Linked DNA regions of Mus musculus: region 1 is linked to region 2. A link is a contact called in public HiChIP or PLAC-seq data. All regions are on one chromosome and are shown on one strand. Each heading gives the region's core, a stretch centred on a gene start, on an enhancer-like site or on the middle of the called end of the contact. The rest is flanking DNA. Distances are from core to core; before and after follow the strand shown.

The links. HiChIP or PLAC-seq counts read pairs in DNA pulled down with a chosen protein or histone mark.
Region 1: a contact with region 2 is called in an H3K27ac HiChIP or PLAC-seq map of embryonic stem cells, with 2.5 times the contacts expected there. The contact joins two enhancer-like sites. A contact is called at or near these places in 5 of 15 datasets of contacts at CTCF or cohesin (embryonic stem cells, large pre-B cells, liver and 1 more), 77 of 484 Hi-C or Micro-C datasets (the AtT-20 cell line, B cells, CD4 T cells and 31 more), 6 of 115 datasets of contacts at active chromatin or transcription factors (astrocytes, bone marrow-derived dendritic cells, embryonic basal ganglia and 2 more) and 3 of 9 other capture datasets (adipose tissue, embryonic stem cells and liver).

Annotation. Positions count from the first base shown.
Region 1 is chr10:19,528,037-19,532,617 of GRCm38.p6, reverse strand. No RefSeq gene overlaps it. Among named protein-coding and RNA genes, the nearest start is that of Gm33104, 44 kb to the right of the region's middle. Within about 2 kb of position 2,322, at least 62 of the 459 cell types and tissues checked have an H3K27ac peak or open chromatin away from gene starts, as enhancers often do.
Region 2 is chr10:19,289,872-19,294,932 of GRCm38.p6, reverse strand. No RefSeq gene overlaps it. Among named protein-coding and RNA genes, the nearest start is that of Gm40607, 49 kb to the right of the region's middle. Within about 2 kb of position 3,697, at least 14 of the 459 cell types and tissues checked have an H3K27ac peak or open chromatin away from gene starts, as enhancers often do.

The DNA.
Region 1 (4,581 bases), core at 1,073-3,572, 240 kb before region 2:
GTGGGTCTCTGCATCTGTTCCTATCTGCCCTCAGAGGAAGCCTCTCTGATGCTGACTGGATAAGACTCTGATTTATGAGTTTAGCACAATATCATAAGGAGTAATTTTAATGATAGTTTTTTCTTCTTTTTTTAAAGACCAGTAGTGTTTGGGTATGGGTTCTGTCTCAGGGATCAAGCCTTAAGTCAATCAGACATTGTTTGGCTACTTCCACACGTTCTATGTCACCATTGTCCCAGAATGTTTTTCAGATAGGATAGACTGGAGATCAAAAGTTTTATGGACAGGTTGGTATTTAAGTTTCTCTTTTGATGACCTGCAGAGTATCTTCCCACACCAAAGATTCTTCTCACCAAAGGGAGTAGATGTGAATCCATGTAGAGCCCAGCTCAACTTCTCCATGTTTAATGAGTTGTATGGGTGTGGTTCTCAGCAATGGGGCCTGGATGTTTGAGGAGAGTTTGTCTTAGCAACAGCCTGGGTTGTTTAGGGATCTCCATGGGACCTCTTGGCCAACAACTCAATTGAAAGCAACCCAGTCCTGGTATTAGAAGCTTCAGTTGGTGACAAGAGATGGCCAGTTTGGACTCTGTCTCTTCCATCACTAAGAGACTTAGTTAGTATTAGCTTCAAGTAGAAATGATTTAATTAAAAAAAAAATCCCACTTTAGACAGTTTTACTGCAGTGGCATGCGCCAACTAATAGTGATAATACTCTCGTAAAAGAGTGGGGAAGTAATGACCTTGGTGTTCTTCCTTGGAGGCCCACCAGCTGTAGGAAAGGAACCAGGCCTTCTCACTCCTGGCCTACCCTAAGAGTACTGCAGGTGTGGGACTGCCTACCAGGAATGAGTCTCTACCCTCCTTACTTATTTAACTGCCATTCTTTCTTCAGATCAAAGTCCAAAACATCACTTCCTCAAGCTTCCTGAGCCTCCAAGGCTGGGCAAATGCCTTATTAGGTAAATAGAACACAGCACCTGACCTTTGAACTGTGAATTGCAAGTACACGAATATTTGCTCTAACTGTGTTCTGATTGCAGCCCTTGCTAATAGCCTGGGAATTCCTTGAGGGTGGGGCTCATGCATATCTGTTCCTGTTGAATTTATCTTAGTGTGTCACATACTCTAGAGGTGTTTCATCATCTATCAGCTATTTATTGAGTGATGAGTTAACAAATTAGGCTGAAAAAAGTTAAGCACCCACTCATGCTTTGTAACAGGTACCATGACAAGCTTTGATAACCTAAGTGTGTGGTGGCGGGGCAATCATGCCTTATGTAGTTTACAACAACAACAACAACAACAACATCAACAACAACAACAACAACTGTAGCACAGAGCCGGGGTTTCCACACACAGAGCTGGGAGTCCTGCCATTCTTCAGAGAGAAGCAGCTTTTAATTGACCATATTACAGAATACTTTTAAGCTGGGTGTTGAAAGAGGTGTTCAAAGCTGCCTTTGCAAACTCTTGCAGATTTGTGAGTGTGCACTTGTAATAGGAAAGAGGTAGGTTTTGCTTTTCTGGGCCACTGTCCTTGGCTTGCAAATCCCTCTGTGGAGACTTGAATGCATAATGAGTGAGTTATTTCTGAAGATTAAATGTAAGTGGATTTTTACTTTTAGATAATCCAATATAATAACTTGGTTTTTAATTGAGTGACTTCAGGGGATTATGTAGGTTTAGAGAGTTCTCTCTGTTCCTCACGCATATCTCTGCCTAAATTTCAGAATCCTCTGTAAGCTCATCTTTTCTGGGGATTGAAACCCATGGTAGGCAAGTGCTCTACTACCAAGCTATACCCCAACCAGGCTCAAGCTCACGTTCTGTCTCTTTTTCTTCATGAGTTTAACACCCACTGCTACCATGGTCTATTACTGTTTTCTTTTCTCATGCTTTCTCTGAAGAACTCACTCACTAGCATTGTTCAATGTCTTATTTTGAAATGGATTAGCTTGGATAAATTTAATAGTAAAGAGCCTTTCAGGGTATCTACTACTCATGGTTTGACTGACACATCCAGGCTTCTATCTCAGTGGCCATGGGTAGATGGGGATCTGAGTCCCTAGGCAACAGGCAAAATGAATTTGCTGAAATATTTGGATTTGTGTGTGCTGCAATAAAGAACTGGACTAGAGACACATCATAGCCACATAGAGATGGTTTATTAAGAAAAGGACAAGCCTTCGGAGACAGAAGTAGGCTAGTGAGCCAACGGAAGAACACGTGCTCAGGAAGTGGGCCATACACTGTGTGAACTTCTTATAGGGTGTTTATAAGCACACCTGCTCTTGAGGTTGTGGTGTGTCGTGTTTGAATTGTGCATACTCTATTAGCTGCGTGAAGCCCCGGTGAGGAGGGGCTTGGGTCTTCCTGTCAGCTAGGTCCTTTTACATGTTAGTGTTCTGGTCTAGGCTCCAGCCCCACTTTCCTGTCATAACACTACTCCTTTCATAGAATTCAGACACAAAACCCCCTCCTTTGTTTTTCCTAAGCAATTGAGCACCAAGTTCTAGACTGTTGGACACCAGGCAGGAAGAGCTACAGTGGGCAAGAGCACCCTGGAGACAGCTCGGTGTCTTGCTCAGCTGCAGATTGACATGAAGATGAACTTTCATGAATTAATGCCTTTTAGATGAATTAATGACTTTATAGAATTCCTGATTTGAGTCAAATGATTTTAAGAAGTCTAAAGAGATGGTTTTCGCCATGTTCTGAACTCCTCACCTTTCACATTCTGAGCCTGAGTTTTCTGTGGCTGAGTCAGCCCTGCCCTGAGGTTATGACTCAGCTAACATCTGTTACCAGTGTCCCCTCCTTACCTTATGGCCTCTGTGTACTTCTTGTTCACCTCTTCTTTTTTACTTGAACGATACCTAATTATCCTTCAAGGTACGGTTTAATCATTTATTTCTTTCTCTATGGAAGGCATCACAACTCCGAGCCCTCACCAAGATGCAAGATGATGATGACCACCAGTTTTACGGGTCTGCCTTATCATCACAGATTTCTCCTTCTCCTTCTCCTTCTCCTTCTCCTTCTCCTTCTCCTTCTCCTTCTCCTTCTCCTTCTCCTGCTCCTTCTCCTTCTCCTTCTCCTTCTCCTTCTCCTTCTCCTTCTCCTTCTCCTTCTCCTTCTCCTTCTCCTTCTCCTTTCTCCTCCTCCTCCTCCCCTCCTCCTCCTCTTCATCCTCCTCCCCCTCCTTTTCCTTCTCCTCCTCCCCCTTCTCCTTTTCCTTCTCCTCCTCCTTCTCACTGTTCCATTTAAGGGATTTTAATGGAATAAAAGCTATGTGTTAGGTAATTCTTTTGAAAAACAAAACATATCAAACCACTGAAAACTCTCCACTGATATTGAAAGCCTAATTAGGAACTAGATAATAAATACTTAGTTTCTCTGACTAGAAAGTTCTCCATTGCGTGTATGGATATAGTTATAATGAAACTTACTTATTTACACTGTAAAAAATACATTTTCTACTGAGCTTGTTAAGCTATCCTTTGATAGCCGAAGTATCTTTTGATAAAGTACACTATAAATATTTGTTTAAGTCGTATGGCAGGATAGAGAATTGTTGGCTTTAAAGAAAGTCTAGATCGGATGCTGGCTCACTAACATTCAGTCAGACTGTGTTCCACCTGACAAACACAGAAGCACTGGAAGCACGAGATAGGCCCTGTTATAACAGACTTGTATCCCTCTGCAATTCTTGATCAGGAAGAATCTTAGGCACAGTATGCAATGGATTTCACTAAAACTGAAGAAACACAACAGGTGCTCATGCAGGCAGACTCCCCAGGCGAGCAGGAGAGGGATTGGAAACTAATATCTCCCTCTACCACCTTATTCCAGAGGGCTGATTTAAGCAAATGAGGCAGATTTCAGACTGATCATCTTAAACAAAGAAAAGATAGCTGGTAGGCCCACAACTTCATGCAAGCTGAGATACATCCAGGGTTGACCTTGGGTATGCCTGGGCAGGTAAAAATGCCTGTGATAGGTGAAGAAATTAGCACTTTACCATCTTGTTTATTTATGGCCTCTTCCAATGTCTGTCTGCCCATTGGGATGCTTCTATGCTTCCAGATCGACATCAAAACAACCAAGTTTATTTGGTGTATAACATATGTTAAGTGGGAGAGAATACAGTGAGAAATAACAAAAGTCAGATCCTGGTGTGTGCCCTCCACGCTGGAGCTGACACGCTGGAGTCCTGGTCCTGCTTCCCTAGGGCCCTCATGCCCTTGTATTCCAGAACCCCAGGTCTGAGCAGCCCTGAGTCAAACATGTTTTCTCTTTATATTAACTCTTCCTTTTCCTAACACTACCATCTTAATTTCCTTTTGCTTCTCTAACAAATTGCTATGAGTATGGTAGTTTAAAAGGATACCAGGTTATAATCTAATGGTTTTCGAAGTCCAGTCTGTACTGGGTCTCACTGGAGTTAGGTTGTCCCTGGAGAGAATCTGCTTCCTGGCCTCTTCAGCTTCTAGAGACTGCCCACATTCCTGTTCTGTGTGGCCTTGCCTTCCAGATCCAAGCCTGCTCACATTGTCTTCCCCTGACTGCTTTTTCTGC
Region 2 (5,061 bases), core at 2,448-4,947:
ATCTGTAAAGGGAGGACACACACCACACAGTCACAGGGTTCTTGTGAGAATTCGGTTAGACAGATTTCAAAGCAAAGACCCCAGGACCTGAGAGATGGCTCATCAGGCGCTTGACCCCAAGCCTGCCAAGTCTGATGACCTGACTTCCATCCCTGGAACCTGTGGGTACCAGGTCCTCTGAAACCTGTGGCAACACATAGGCGACAGCGCAACTTACACACCTAGTTGCCAAGACAACAGCCACCATATTCCCAGAATCTAATGGGCTCAGCTTCCACCTTTACCTGTGACCATGTCACCACCCATATCTATCTATATAAGAGGAATCTCTCTCTCTCTCTCTCTCTCTCTCTCTCTCTCTCTCTCTCTCTCTCTCTCTCTCCTCTCTTTCCACCACCACCTTGTCCCTCTCTCTCCCAATAAACCTCTTACTTGTGGAACTGTTTTGGCCTGGTGTGCTATGTTTAGATGTGAGCCGCTATTCTAACACATCAGAACCCACGTGGTGGGAGGAGAGAGCCAATCCTGAGAATTATCCTCTGACCATCACACATTCACCTAAGTCTTGCACGCGCCCAACTGGCCAGGAAGAACGACGCTGCAACAGGATCCTTCTGCACACGTTTATTCAGTCTTCATCTTTCTTCTTGTTTATATCTCCCTTGTTTATATCTCCCCCGAACCCTGGGCCTCTCACTCTTTTATACTCTCAGTTCCCATCCACGCACAGCAGGCCACGCCACCTCACCAGGCACGGAGCTTCAGCTAATCAGGGCAGCAGGGGCATATCTCCATCAAAATGGATTCACCAGTATCCTGGTACACCTGCGCAGCTCTCATGATGGTTGTGGCTTATATGAGGAAGTCAGGTGCAAGTCATACGACTTAGCTGCAGTCCCTGGCGCCTTTGGGACTGCCGCCACACCTGCCCCCCCCCCCCACACACACACACACGTTTCAGCAAAGACGCTACTGATGCTATAGGTGAATGTAGCTCACCAATGACTTGGTTTTGCTTGAATTAACACCCAGTTTAACACAGAGGCGCAGGACCGAGGGGCTTTGGCTGCTCCTGCTCTTTTCAGATTACTCTTTACCTTTGACCCATGAGCCGTCTCTTGACAGTTACTGACGAAGACAAGGTTGCACTTGGATTCTCCATTTGTGCTGCATATCTGGTAAAACGATATTTGTTAGCACACATACTGATAGAGGAAATGAAGTTTTAAAATAACATATTTCCTTTGCATAAATGCAACTCATTTATAAAACCAATGAAAAGAAAGAGACATTCATAGCTTTGTACTTTCATATAAGATCCTTTTGATGTATTTTCTTTCTCTATAAAACATTTATCTCTTGTAGCAACGTAAAATCTGTGCTGTGAAACACATCATGCTATCACTACAGGCAAGTCTTTCGTCTAACTTCATTTATATTTGATAATGAACTTTGTGATGTGCTGTCTGGAATTTTTTGAAAAGACTAAGTTTTAGTGTTTATGTAGAGTGAAGAAGTACAGAACTTATTACAATGAGAATTTTCAACATTACTTTCACTGAAACACTGTAAGCATATTAAATGTAATTTAGTTAGTAAGAAAATAAGTACCAACATACTCAAATAGATATCCAATCATTGTCAAAACTGGATACATGTAAAATATAGAGATAAAAGAAAGCAAGGTTGAGGGGGAGAGATGGAGAGAGACAGACTGTGAGATCAGAGAACCAGAGGTTTTTGGTAGGATCAGAGAGCATTTCTCAAGTGCCCACAGTGACAAACAATAACCATCCCAGATGTTTGTGAAAAGATGATTTAGTCACAGTGGAAGAGAGGCCTCCCCCAGTGTCTCTTTCTTGGTACCCTGAAGTCCTTTTGGAGAGACTGCAGCATCTCCTTTAGTGGAAGCCACCACTTATTTAGAGTCCAGACAAATTACTTTTGGCCAAGCCATATGGCTTTCTCAAGAACCTAACTTGAAATGTGAATTTGAATGGGGTTGCAAAGACTTTTGGGTATCCTATTCATGAGTGTGTCTATAGACTCAAGGGTCTTGGAGTCAGTTCTACTAGGTCTCAATTTTTTTTTTCTATTTGAAAGGACAGTAAGGCTATATTATTAAGAAATGGAGAGAGAAGTAATTGCTTAAGGTGTACAGTCAAAACAAAACTCCATGTAATCATTGATCAGAGTTCAATGTTCAGTGTATGAAGAGAATCCGGTCTATCCCGTGTTATGCAAACATGTAACACCCCAATACTGTCTGTGGGAAAATGCATTTACTCCTCTAACTGAAAGGCTGGCCGCTGATGAAAACAGCAAACACTTGCTAAGTGGCAAGCAGGATTGAAGTTAAAGAGACAAAACATCTCCAAAGTTAACTGAAGTCTTAATCATTTCAGACATCTTTTTCTGTCCTAAGTCTCTTAATCAGTTCTTATCCATGTTTTCAAGACTGATCAGAGCTTTGAACTTTTAAAATGATGCCCATTTTCCCCTAATTTAAGTGTTCTCAACACTCTCCTTGCTCCTTGGGTGTAACAGGATCATTAGAAGCAGTTGCTAAGTCCTTAATTCCATGGAACTATTACTTCCTGTTAGTGTATTTTTGGAAACAGCTGTTAGGCAGCTAATTGTCTAGAAAGCTGATAGCTATTTTAAAGGGAATATTTAAACACCAGATTTTCTTTTTAACTAATAAATATAATGTAACTTTATAATATTCGGTTAAAATTTGTACAAAGTTGTCAAATAGCATACCTTTAGAATCAATTCTTCTACTATGGTGTTTCACAATAACAACTCCCAAAATGCATTTTATAGTTTTAATGTAGGCAGAACTGTCTCTTTACATAATGGTACGAATAGGTTAAAATGACCCTAATCATCTTTCTCCAGGGAAACAGCCTAGAGGCTTGCACTGGGTGCTTCTCTGTGTAGTATGGCATGTCCCAGCCACCACTAATTTTCAGCTAAGTTCTACTCTTCCCTAAAGTGGAAGTTGGGAAAACATGCATTTTGCAAGGGACTCAGGCCCACTCCTGAATATCACCATATTCAGATTTTTAAAAAATGCAAAAAGCAAAACAAAAAACCCAACATAGAACAACCTCTCTGGCTTGTTGACTTACTTTTACCCCATCACTTAGTTCCACAATAAACCATCGTTTAATTGATAGTTTCATATCTACTTTGGAAGTTAATAAAAACCACTTCCTATTTTCTTGTGTGAGAGGGTGGGTTAGACACTGTCTCTGTGTGATGCAATGAAGAAGAGGAGTGCAGGTGACACAGAACAGACTCCGCAGAGACAGAAAAAGAGGGAAAGCTTCTTAACTCACAAACAGCGCGGGTAGGATAGCTGAAGGTGGAGAAATAGAACATAACAATGAAACAAAGAGACCAAACGCAGCAGCTCCAGCCAAACTCTCCCCAGCACTGGAAAGGAAAATAGAAGGCTTACTCAAAAGGCAAGCCAGGCCTGCGGGTGGTGAGAGCTGGTCATGTACACAGGACCAGCACACAGCTCTAACAAGCCTCTAACCCAGTTGTGAGTTTGGTAAGACAATGAAGTCAGCACCTGTGGATAAATAAAAAAAAAGAAAAAGAAAAAAAAAGTATTTTAATAGGAGCCTAAGAAAGAAGGGGCAAGGTGGAACAAGGAACACTTAGTCAATCTGACGCTGCCTCAGGGGACAGAAGCCGCAAGTAGGAAGTGGAGAAACTGAGAATGCCAGATGCTGATGTGCTGTCATAGTCAGGGTTTCTATTCCTGCACAAACAGCATGACCAAGAAGCAAGATGGGGAGGAAAGGGTTTATTCGGCTTACACTTCCATACTGCTGTTCATCACCAAGGAAGTCAGGACTGGAACTCAAGCAGGTGAGGAAGCAGGAGCTGATGCAGAGGCCATGGAGGGATGTTCCTTACTGGCTTGCTTCTCCTGGCTTGCTCAGCCTACTCTCTTATAGAACCAAGACTACCAGCCCAGAGATGGTCCCACCCACAAGGGGCCTTTCCCCCTTGCTCACTAATTGAGAAAATGCCTTACAGTTGGATCTCATGGAGGCATCTCTCCAACTGAAGCTCCTTTCTCTGTGATAACTCCAGCTGTGTCAAGTTGACACAAAACTAGCCAGTACAATTGACCCCTTGTCAACTTGACACACAAATACATCACTAGTAAGCCTCAACCCTTAGTTCTTATTCATCCCCAAGATCTTAAATAACTTTAAAAGTACCACAGTCTTTACTTATTAAAAGCTCAATGCTTTTAGAATATCCATTATCTTTTAAAATCCAAAGTCTTTTTACAATTAAAAGTCTCTCAACTGCAGGCTCCACTCAAATACTTCCTTCAAGAGGGAAAAACATCAGGGCACAGTCACAATCAAAAGTGAAATCAAACTCAAACTGTCCAATGTCTGGGATCCACTCACGATCTTCTGGACTCCTCCAAGGGCTTGGGTCACTTCTCCAGCCCTGTCCTTTGTAGCACACACCTTGTCTTCTAGGCTCCAGCTGCCTGTACTCCACTGCTTCTGCTGTTCTTGGTGGTCATCTCATGATACTTGAATCTCCTAACCACTGCATGACCCCTTCAGTCCTGGGCCATCAATTGCAACTGAGGCTGCACCTTCACCAATGGCCTTCCATGGCCTCTCACAGTGCCGAGCCTGAGCTGCTCTGCATGACCCCTTCATGCCTTCAAAACCAGTACCACCTGGGTGACTCTTACACATTACCAAGTCCTGCTGCAGCATGAGGTACGACTTTGGCTAACTCTGGAACACAGCCTCTTTGTGCTTTCAGAAAACACTTCCCAGAAGATGTCACCTCAATGATGCTGGTCTCTTCTTAATCACCGCTAATTTCTTAGCTCCAGCTAACCAGCATCAATAGTCCCAGTAATGCAAAGGTTTCACTTTAGTAGTTCTGGTATCTTGTTAATCACAGCTGATTCTTCAGCCCCAGCTAACCAGAACCACAGAATCTTCACAATCAAACTAGCAATGGCCCTGAAAAAAGTCTTTAATTTTCCCTCTGAAATTTCACAAG